Linked DNA regions of Triticum aestivum: region 2 is linked to region 1. A link is a contact called in public Hi-C data. All regions are on one chromosome and are shown on one strand. Each heading gives the region's core, a stretch centred on a gene start, on an enhancer-like site or on the middle of the called end of the contact. The rest is flanking DNA. Distances are from core to core; before and after follow the strand shown.

Evidence for each region. A called contact is a pair of places that touch in the nucleus more often than the background predicts.
Region 2: a Hi-C map of leaf shows a contact between it and region 1, with 4 times the contacts expected there. The contact joins the enhancer-like site here to the promoter of LOC123080362 in region 1. A contact is called at or near these places in 3 of 5 Hi-C or Micro-C datasets (leaf, root and an unstated tissue) and 1 of 1 datasets of contacts at active chromatin or transcription factors (leaf).

What each region holds. Positions count from the first base shown.
Region 1 is chr3D:546,139,877-546,145,043 of IWGSC CS RefSeq v2.1, reverse strand. It overlaps LOC123080362 (NAC domain-containing protein 83), which reads right to left and starts at 2,333. Exons shown (of 2, transcript XM_044503269.1): 1 at 1,763-2,333; 2 at 945-1,671. The coding sequence starts at 1,982. The coding sequence ends at 1,193.
Region 2 is chr3D:546,597,872-546,603,038 of IWGSC CS RefSeq v2.1, reverse strand. No RefSeq gene overlaps it. Among protein-coding and RNA genes, the nearest start is that of LOC123080363, 110 kb to the left of the region's middle. Within about 2 kb of position 3,103, at least 6 of the 8 cell types and tissues checked have an H3K27ac peak or open chromatin away from gene starts, as enhancers often do. A contact at or near this core is called in leaf, where this site is marked.

The DNA.
Region 1 (5,167 bases), core at 1,084-3,583:
TCTCTTTCTCTTTGCTGTCGTCGTGGCCACAGCGTCGCTGCAGCACATCGACTTCAGCGGCTGCCGCTCAACTATTCTACGCGTGCAAGCAACCCGCTCGTCACGCGCGCGTCACGCCCTGCATCATGCCCAATTTCCTGAGATCAGGCTCTAGAGTCTACACTCCAGGTGCGTGCGTGCCGACTCGGGCAACCCACATACAGAAAAAGCGCTGGCAGCGTATGAGCTATGGCCATCAGCGCCACTACCGCCGAAAAAGTGGTCCGCGGGTCAGTATTAGCTGCCTGGAGAAGAAGAAGAATGAGACAGTGACAGTGTGAAACTGTGAACGCATGTCCGGTCTCGGTCTCGGTCTCGGTTGATTCCTCCAAATCTGTCCGTCTTATATTCGGCTTCGATCGATACGATATGATTCTCACTTCGAGCCTAAGTGAGATGAGACGAGATGAGGCGGGCACGGGATGCTCCGGATCGATGCGGCGATGGCCGGAAGGAAAATTGTTCTCTCATTCGTTCGTTGGTTGGACCGGCCGGGATTCCTATTCCCCTTGCCAATAACGGGGGCCCCTTTTGATGGCTGGAAATATTCCTGTCGCCCGGCGGGGGCCCGGCGTCGGGAGGAAGAAGAAACGCATCTCCGGACCGAGCCTGAGTGGATTCGAGTATCCAATCCAATCAGTCGATCGATCGTTGGATCAGTACTCAGTGGCGCCATCATCACCACGCACGCACACGCACAGCCGTAGCTTATCACAAAATTCGTGAATCCGTTCGCTTTCTGCCTCCATGAACTGAGCTCCGACGCCTTTCTGCCCCTGCTTTCTCTGCGCCGCCGCTCTGTGTTTCTACTGTAGCTGTTTGCAGTCGCTACATAGTTCATTCTTTAGTTGTTGATTTGTAGTAGTACAAGAAGAAGCTGGAATTCACGAGCAAAAGAACTCCGATTTAACCTTGGAACATGAACTCTTTGATTCACAGTGAGCTCTCTCGGCTCACTCGTCAAACATGGTGAGGTGTTTGATTGCTTGAGCTCGGTTTGCTGATTGCTTGAGCTCAGTTTGTTTCTCCTGATAAGTTGGGACTGATGATTACTACGAGGTACTACTAGTGCTACCACATTAGCGGTTCGACGAATTAACGGGGCACTCATTAGAAAATTACAGGGACCATGATTGAGGTCAGGTCAGCTGCTCTAATCCTCTCGCCGCGGCGAATTGGAGGCGGTCTCATCCTCGTCCTCCTCCATGCCGCTGCGCGACTCGGTCACGCATGAGGACGCCGGGGACGGCGATGCCGGTGTCATGTCGGCGTCGGCGTCCCCCCTACGCCGCCCCGCTGTGCCGTGGCGCGCTGGCGTGGCCTTCTTGAACACGCGGCAGACCACCCAGTCCTTGGCGGCGTGGAGGCTCTTGGCGGTGGCGTAGGCGGCGAGGCCGGCGGGCAGGAGGCGGTACTCGTGCATGGCCCAGCCGGTGCGCGCGCCGCCGGGGCGGCAGAAGACGAGCGTCCGCTTGGCGCCGATGGGCCGCCCGCATCGGGGCGCCACGACCAGCCGCTCCTTCCCGGACGCCCTCCACACGCCGCTGCCGCCCGCCCTGCCGGCGCCCCCGCCCTTCCGCCAGCACCCCGTCGCCGGCAGGTGGAAGAAGTAGCGCTCGCCGTCGGCTTCGCCTGCACGCACACGGCAAACAGTCAGCGCAATGCGCCAGCAATGCAGCCGCAGCTCCGTTGGTCAGTGATATGGCGAGTAAGTGGAGCGTACCTGGCAGGTCCCATGGGTGGAGGCGCGCGAGGTCAGCGACGGGGATGATGTCGGCGGGGAGGGGGCAGGAGAGGGCCTTGCGGCGCAGGTAGTGCAGCAGCAGCTCCTCGTCGGTGGGCCGGAACCGGAAGCCGATGGGCAGCCCGCCCTGCCCGGCCGGCACCCGGCACCCCCCGACGCCCGGGGCCTCCTCCGCCCGTCTCTCCGCCGGCAGCGCCATAGATGCACACACAAAGACACAACCCAACTAAGCAAGCAAAGACTACTCCCTCTCTCTGTCTCGGATGGGTCAATAGGCCGTGTGCTTGCTGTAGGCTCGCTCACATGCAAGTCAGACTCAGGTACTCGCTCGCCCCTCCATGGAGGACGGAGCTAGCAGAGAGTAGTTGGGTGCGGGATGATAGCTAGCGGGAAAGGGGGAGGAGGTTGGCGGTTATATAGTGGCGGGCAGGAAGGCAGCCGGTGTCGTGAAACACACTCAACCGCCATCGGCGAGCTCGGCTTTCCTTTCTTCCTGCCCTTTCCATCAAGCGAAGGGAACAGAGAAAGGAAGCGGGCGTCCCGTGCAGCCCTTAATCACCCTCCAACCGGTGAGCTCCGGGCTTAAGCAAGCAGAGCACGCAGGGTCCCTCTGCACCTGTCTCCGGGAGGGGAGAGGGGAAGGAGAACAAGGCATCGAAAGACTATCTTTTTCGTGCGCGCCCGATTATCTCTTTCTCTTTTCTTTTCTTTTCTTTTCTTTGCGCCCGTGGAAACGAAACGAAATTCCTTCTCATCTCCTCCCTTCCTTTTCTTTTTCTTTTGTGCTGGAGGAGGGAGGGAGGGGGAAGGAGAAGCTTCCACGTTACAGCAACGCGCTGGAACGGGGACTCAACGGCCTCAGCGGCCACCTACCTTGGATTCCAGCATTCAATTTATTTATTATTGTTATCATCGTCGTCTCCTTGGCCTCGGAGAAGGAATCGGAGGGAAAGTCGCTCCCCCGCTGACACCTCGCGTGCCCGTGCGGCAGTGCCCAAAAGAGATGGATGGGCTGTGCGAGAAGCATCATTCAAGCTTAATTACTTCACCAGTTCACCGTCCGGGTTGAAGCATCATTCAAGCTTAATTACTGCAGCTTTTGGGGTGGACTTTACAGCGGCTTTCCCAGTCAAATGCACGGCCGTCCGTCGCCGTTGCCACTTGCCCCTCCGCCCCCGCCTTTGGCTCCGGCTTTGGCTTTGCTGCGGCATCCGAGGGGAGGTCCCCCGGCCGGGCGGCTGCACGGGTGAAGTGGACGGGGCACGGGCGCGGCGCGCGGCGCCATGCATGCACGCTGCCACGCACGGCCATTGGGCATCGGGCAGTGCGCGTGGACGGCATCACTAGCACGCACTGCAACATTGTGTACTAGCTTCCTTCGTCCATGGGTGCGTGCGTCCGTCCGTGCCCGGCTGTCTGGCTAGCCAGGTCTGGCTCTCGGTACGTCGTTCTCGCCTGCGCTTTCCCGTCACGTGAACTGTCCCGTCCTCGCTGCCGTCCCGGCACCGGTGCTGTTCCGTCCGGACTCCGGCGACGGGCGATCCATCGGTACATGGACTGGTCTCTACTCAACCACGTGACTAGTACCGTTTCCGTTTGGACGGGCACCCTTTTGTGCATGCGGTTGGTCTTGTCGATGCATGCGCGGTGGTGTATGCCCATCCGTGGTAGCGCGGGCGTCCGGCGCGACGGGCCGGTTGGCCACCGGCGCCAGCGACGATCCCTCCACTGTTGTGCTGACGGGGAGAGAACGCACCAAGCACCTGTGTCTCGGACGATTTGGCACTTCCGCTATTCCTTCAGCCTTCAGGGACTGGTCATGGAGCGGGACTTGTCAACAAGAAAAAACACAGATGATCTTTTGTTCTCCAGTGTTTGCTCTCCACCACGTACGTGTTCCTGCCTTCATTTCTGCTTCACAACCCATGGAATTAGGTGGACCACACCAAAACCAAATACGTGAGGAGCAGCCGTCGCCTCACGTAGCCGCCACCTCCTCCCTAAGATTAGATTTTCTCTGCCTCCCATCGGTGCCGCCGTCGGTCCGCCTCGTCTCCTATGGCATTAGGGCTATGGTAGCGTGATGGATACCGGCCCTTGCGGGTGGAAGGGCTTCGTCTTTTAGAAGTTACTTCGAGTTTTTTAGGGTTTCTATCCTGCCCAGTAAGACGAGACGCCACCGCCTCCCTAAAGATGAAATACGGTTCTTCCTGCCTGGCCCCATTTTTGATGATGCGTCTAGCACTGACGGTGGACGTGTGGAAATGTGTCTTCGGCGGATCTATGTTTTTGTGGTTCTGCTCGAAACTGTTCGTCGTTTGTCTATGTTCGTGTGGATTGTTAGATCCTTTTGATTTACGCTACTCTTCATTATCGACGGTTGTTGTTCTGCTGCGCTGGTCCTATGAGGGCTTAGCACGACGACTTCCCGACTGCCTACAACAACAAGTTTTGCCCGACTCCGACGAGCGACGGGCGATGACGGCGGCATGCCTTCGACTCGCTTCAGTTCTTTTAGTCGTCGCTAAGTGGTCTATAAATCTAGATATATTTTTATTAGCTCTAGTGTTCATTGTACTACCATGATTGTAGATGAATCGATCGAAAATTTTCTCACAAAAATCCATGAAATTAGAAACTTAGTAGTATCGACTGCAACCATTATTTTTCCTTCGGAGAATTGGCCTCAACAGTAGTTTGCAGTACTCTTATCTTTACTTGGCCAACGACAAAAAATGGATGGCCTAGCAACCCCAAAAAAACAAAAAAATAATGGATTGCTCCGCTCGTTATTCTGGGAGAAGCCGGATTTGAACTCCGCACGCTAATAGTGCTATTTAACCCTACTTCCAGCACAACATTAACAGATATATACCAAGTGTAAATTATCTAAAAATTCTTAACAAAATAGAAAACAGCCACCAATTTGAAAAAAAGTTTGTGGGTTTGAGACATTTGTTGAAAATAAAAATGTTGACGGAATTGAAAAAATATTCCCGAAATTTCAGAAAGTTCACGAGATACAAGTTCATGCATTTGAAAAATATTCACCAATTTGAAAAACAAATTACGGACTGGGGAAAAGTTCACAAATTTGAAAACTATTCACGTAAAATAGAAAAATAAAAATAAGAACAAAAATTAAAAGGAAAGGAAAACCGAGAAAAAAAGAAAAAGAAGAAGAAGAAAGCCAGAGAAAAAACGTACAAAAAACTAAATTATATGGGCCGGCCCTTTACTGTTGTGCGCCCAGCATGAAAACATGCTAGCCAGGCCCGGAATACGGGAATATCCTGTGTGACGCATTCTGCGTCGAAGTGTCACTAATTAAAGTAGTACTCTTTGCAAAGAACACTTTATTTTTCCAGGTCGCGACAGGTGGCG
Region 2 (5,167 bases), core at 1,854-4,353, 460 kb before region 1:
CTCAACCATATTTATGTCTTTGATATTGTTTATTCAAAAATAGTTGACAACTAATTTCTATTGACAACTTATTTCCATTCAAGCAAACATGTCCGGCGCTTGGTAGACATGACCTACTACTGTCCCGGAGCTGAACTAAACTGCGAGGAGATAAGTCATTATGTTTCATGGCTTGAGGATCTTGATGCTGTTAAGAGAAATCATTTTCCTGAATTTGAAAATCTTAGTACTCAAAATGTGCGACCAATAGTGATCGTATTGAACTACGGTCACATGTATTTAGGAAAGATGGTAAGATTTTTACTATTAGTCCTCAGTGCATATTTTGCATACATTATTTTTCAAGCTAAACTTTAATTGCTAAGTATATTAATTACTATACGATGTTCTTCAACAGGGACTCCCGATAACAGTTGTGCCTCAGTGGATCGAGACTAAAGGTCGCATGTCAATTGTTAGCTTACGGCCAAGATATCCTACAGTGCACATGAGTGCATTCAGGATTTCTGAAAGCGATTAATGCTTAATAGTGAAAGATTGGAGCAAAATTGTTAACGATCGCAGAGAAGTACTAGGGGGCAGCAATCAGAAGCGCAACCCATGATTAGGAGACAGGTTCATCTGCATGCTCCAATATGATGAATCAGGAGAGTTATACATGTTCTATGCTATTTTACCTGAGAGAGAGAGCAGCAGGAGTGATTTAGCTAGTTATCATGCTCTTAGTACTTGTTGTGTCCTCTCATGCGTGTCCGTGTTCTTCGTCCTGAACTTAATCTCAAAGAGTGATTTGCTTTTGTGGTGTTATGAACGCTTATAATATCATGACCATGGTGAACTCGATGATATCTTTGCTAGCTAGTATATACTGTTGTTGGTGATGATACGATGCAAGAGTTTTTATATTAATATGATGATGATGATGATGATGAGTTATTATATCATTTATGAAAGAAACCGCATATTAGTTTCAACTGAATGGATCCTAGCTAAGTGATCAAGTATATGCCATATCCATATTACTTGATCAATATGGCATATACTTGATCACTTAGTTAGGATCCACATGCATCCAGTCGAAACTAATCTACGGTACTTTCACCTAATAATTTAACAACTCATTATAATGTAAAACAATCACTAAATTAAATTGAAAACACAAAACTAAAGGAAAAATAAAAATTAAAACCAAAACACACCCAAACATTTAGTACCGGTTGGTGTTACTAACCGGTACTAATGTCCTACACGCACCCGGGCCTGGCTCGTGCCACGTGGTGGCACGTTAGCGCCGGTTCGTGCCAAAACGGTACTAAAGGGGGGCTTTAGTCTCCACTCCATAGTGCCGGTTGCAGAACCGGCACTAAAGGCCCTTACGAACCGGTGATAAAGGCCGGTTCTGCACTAGTGTTCTTGCGGCAGGGGAGGAAGAGGCCCGGCGTTCCCACTCGGTCGACAAGGGAAGGTCGTGGCAGCGAAGGGGAGGGCTCATGGTGGAGACGAGACGAGGCGGACACGAGGAGAGGCGTAGACGACCAAGCGCTTAGCTTGGTAAGCTACGAACAAAAAAGGAGAAGAGGCGTAGACGAGCGGAGAAAAGAAAAGGGGATCGAGCATTTTTCGTAACCAGTCGGCATGTCGCATTTTGGGCTTTACAAAACACCGTATGTTATTATAGGGTGATGGAAACCGGTCTAGCCGAATGAGACACCAGTAACGTTTTCATTAAACGCTGTAATCGAAAGACGGTGGAAAAGTTACGAACCAAACGCGTCGCTAGCTCGTCTTTCTTCGCACCTTCGAATCCATGCATGGGCTCCACCACATGCGAATGTCCGCACCTGAAATGCCCATAGTCGTACCACAAGGCACCTGGCTAGTTTGCGTCCATGACAATGTAAACTTCCTAATTCAAGCTCTCATGAACTTTGTGGGTGTGGCTAGATTTTAGTCGACCGAGACTTAATCAAATCTCAGTCAAGTGATATACTACTATGTAAGAAAAACAAAGAAAACCTAAAAAGAAATGTTTGCATGAATCTCCATGAAAAATCAAAGGAAGATAATATCGACTGAGACATAACAAAGTCTCAGTCGATTAAGACTTAGCAAAATTGTTCTGAAAAGTACCACGGTTACGGCGCACTGACACCGACACTTTGGTCAGCAAGCATATTGGAGGTCCGTTAATTTGGAGCCAACTGCGAATTGCGCGGGCTCGTCAGCTAAAACTATTGGAGTACACTACTGTAGGTGTAGGAGATACAGTAGCTAGCTAGCTTTGGAAAGAAAGTAAGCTCGACGGGCATATATCTGCGTTCCACGGACGGAGAGGAATTGATCCCGAGCTCATATGCTCCCGCATGATCAGTAAAATCGAAAAAATATAAAAAAAAATTCAAAAAATTCCAATTTTTTTTGGAAGAAACATTGACAAAAGTTCTAAGTGCCTGCAAAAATTCGTCATGAAATCACATTCCTAGAAGGCATGGCAAAAAAACAAAAACAGTACTCTGAAAAAGCTACTTTCAAAAGCATTTTGAAGCATTGAATTAGTTTTTTTGCCACGCCTTACAGGAATGTGATTTCATGATGAATTTTTGCAGGCGCTTAGAACTTTTGTCAATGTTTCTCTCAAAAAAAATTAGAATTTTTTGATTTCTTTTTAATATTTTTTCGATTTTACTGTTCATGCGGGAGCAGATGAGCTCGGGATCAAAAGATGACTTTCGGCGTTCCACCATCGTCATTGGTTGATTGAGTCACGATCACCACATGCATACGCGCGTGGCCCCAGCAGAGAGGTCCATGCAGTTTGATGATGTGGTTTGCGGACGGTACCTGTGCGATTTTGCCGCTGCACTTCCGAAATGATCATACATAAACCTCGTAGGGCCTCTCCTAATCGTGATTACAGGGTAGGGTTTCCAAGTAACAGAATTATCCAGGTCCACTCTTCGGATTGAAGACGCCTGTAGAGGGAGCGTCCGTGGCGTTGCTTCTTGTGCGACGAAACCGATAGCCAGAGACCCACTAGAGCGGTGGTAGTTGGTGTGCAGTGCAAGGACCGGCCGGAGGTAGTGCCGTACGTACGTCTGTCTGTCCGCCGGCCCATGCTGTCCCATAAAGCTACTCCTCCTCGTCACATCGTTTTCCTTGTGGCGCATACATGCACGAGTCATGGCGGTGACTTGCAATTGCAAGCGAGAGGAGAGGAGAGGGAGCCCATATGCCTGATGGACTTTTTGGGACGACCGTGCAAGTGCAATGCATGCGCAGCGTAGCTAGCCCACCCGTGTCCGTCTGTCGTGCATGGTTGACACTTCGATGGATGGATGGTCTTGGAAAACGAAGCTGGGCAAGCAACTGCTACAGGACACTCCCACTCGCTGTCTCTTCCCCCCTGTTGTAGAGGGAGATGCTGCTAGGCTGGCTACCTGATGCATGCATGTAGGGGTATCACCGACTGACTGACTGACCTCAAAGGGGGAGTGGCGTGTGTGAGCTCCCAAGATCTCTATCGTTGGGTGGTGGAGACCTCACACGAAACGATGGCAAAACATAGCCTTCGCCCACCTTTCGGTCGGTCGGCGGCGTCCAGCAGCGTGCCACCACATGCACGTAGTTTAGACACCGATTGATTGGCTTGTTGCTGTTCACTTGGGCTTAGTTTATGGGCAAATTTGACCTATAGACGAAATCAAATCACAGAATGAACTGTCCGTGAAACTATTTCACGCGGCTGACCCGTGGCGCCTAGCTCTTAGGCGCTCTCTTAGGCGCTGCCCTAGTGCAACGCCTGGGAGCTAGGCGCTGCACTAGTGCAACGCCTAGGAGCTAGGCGCTATACAGTGTGGCGCCTAGCTCTCAGGCGCTGCACACTGACTTAGTAATTTTCTGATCACACGGGTGCGACACTGGCCGTGTAGCGCCTATCTGTGAGGCGTTGCACAGTGTAGTGTGGCGCCTTCGTGTCGGGCGTCACACAAAAAGGTCGGCCGCGTGAAATAGTTTCACGGATAGTTTATTCTGTGATTTGATTTCGTCTATAGGTCAAATTTGTCAAATTTGCCTAGTTTATGTGTGCGTGTTGGGCTGAAAGATATACAGTACTCGGGATTAGGTGACATGCATGACAGCTGGGTTAGCTTAAGCTAGTGCTTGCGTGCTTATGGTTTGACATCGATAGCAAATTGACAGACCTTGATTACAAAATCTTCTGCACAAATTCATTCTCATTCTCAAAAGAAAAAAAGTCTTCTCCACAAATAAACTTATTAGTCGGGCGCACCCTCTATTCTGACCGAACAAACCATCATAATATTATTGCAGTTAAATGCTACTCCTACATATGTGTGAGACTGACAGGAAACACAACAAAGAAGAGAAACCATGGGGCATACGACTACTAAAAACGATGGGTTGCCATCTCCAGTTCCCCACGCAGCCAAGATTCGAAGTTAACCACAAGCTGCTGCTGGCCCATGTGCCTCGGTCTTCCCTTCAATTGTGCCTTCACCTCACGTCCTCACTCAACCACTCGTCAATCAGATCAAGGTAGTACCATTAGATGAGTACCCCGTGTTGGAAGTTGTGTGTGCTCCAAGCTCACACTTCCATGCAAGGAACCACCACCGCGGGCCGGTTCGGGCAACTCCGATGTACGACCCAAACGGATATCAATTTTGCCCGAATTTCGTCCGTTTAGGGATGACAATAGGGCCGTGTCGTCCGAATTTGGGCTTACGTTGGCCGGACGTCCAACGTGCGAACACATCTTCGGCCCCATCTCGTCCGCCGGAGGCCAAGTACAACAAAATGAAGCATAGCAAAAATAGTTTAAATCAAACATATGTTGAAAATAGTCTTTTATTACAATCCAATTAAAATTTTTAAAATATCAAATTGTCTTACAAAACCACTCAAAGTTTGTGCACACAAAAAGAGATTAAACCGATAGATCTATTGATTGCCAATGTGATTCCACATGTGCCCAACCAAATCATCTTGCAGCTGCGTATGATTGTTCCGATCACGCAACTCACGATAAAATTGGACAAATTGTTCAAAGGTTGCAGGAGGTGGGTGCTTAGGCTCAACATTCTCACCCTAGAAATCAAACCCTTGGTCGTAGATATTGCCATCACACTCATCCTCAACGATCATG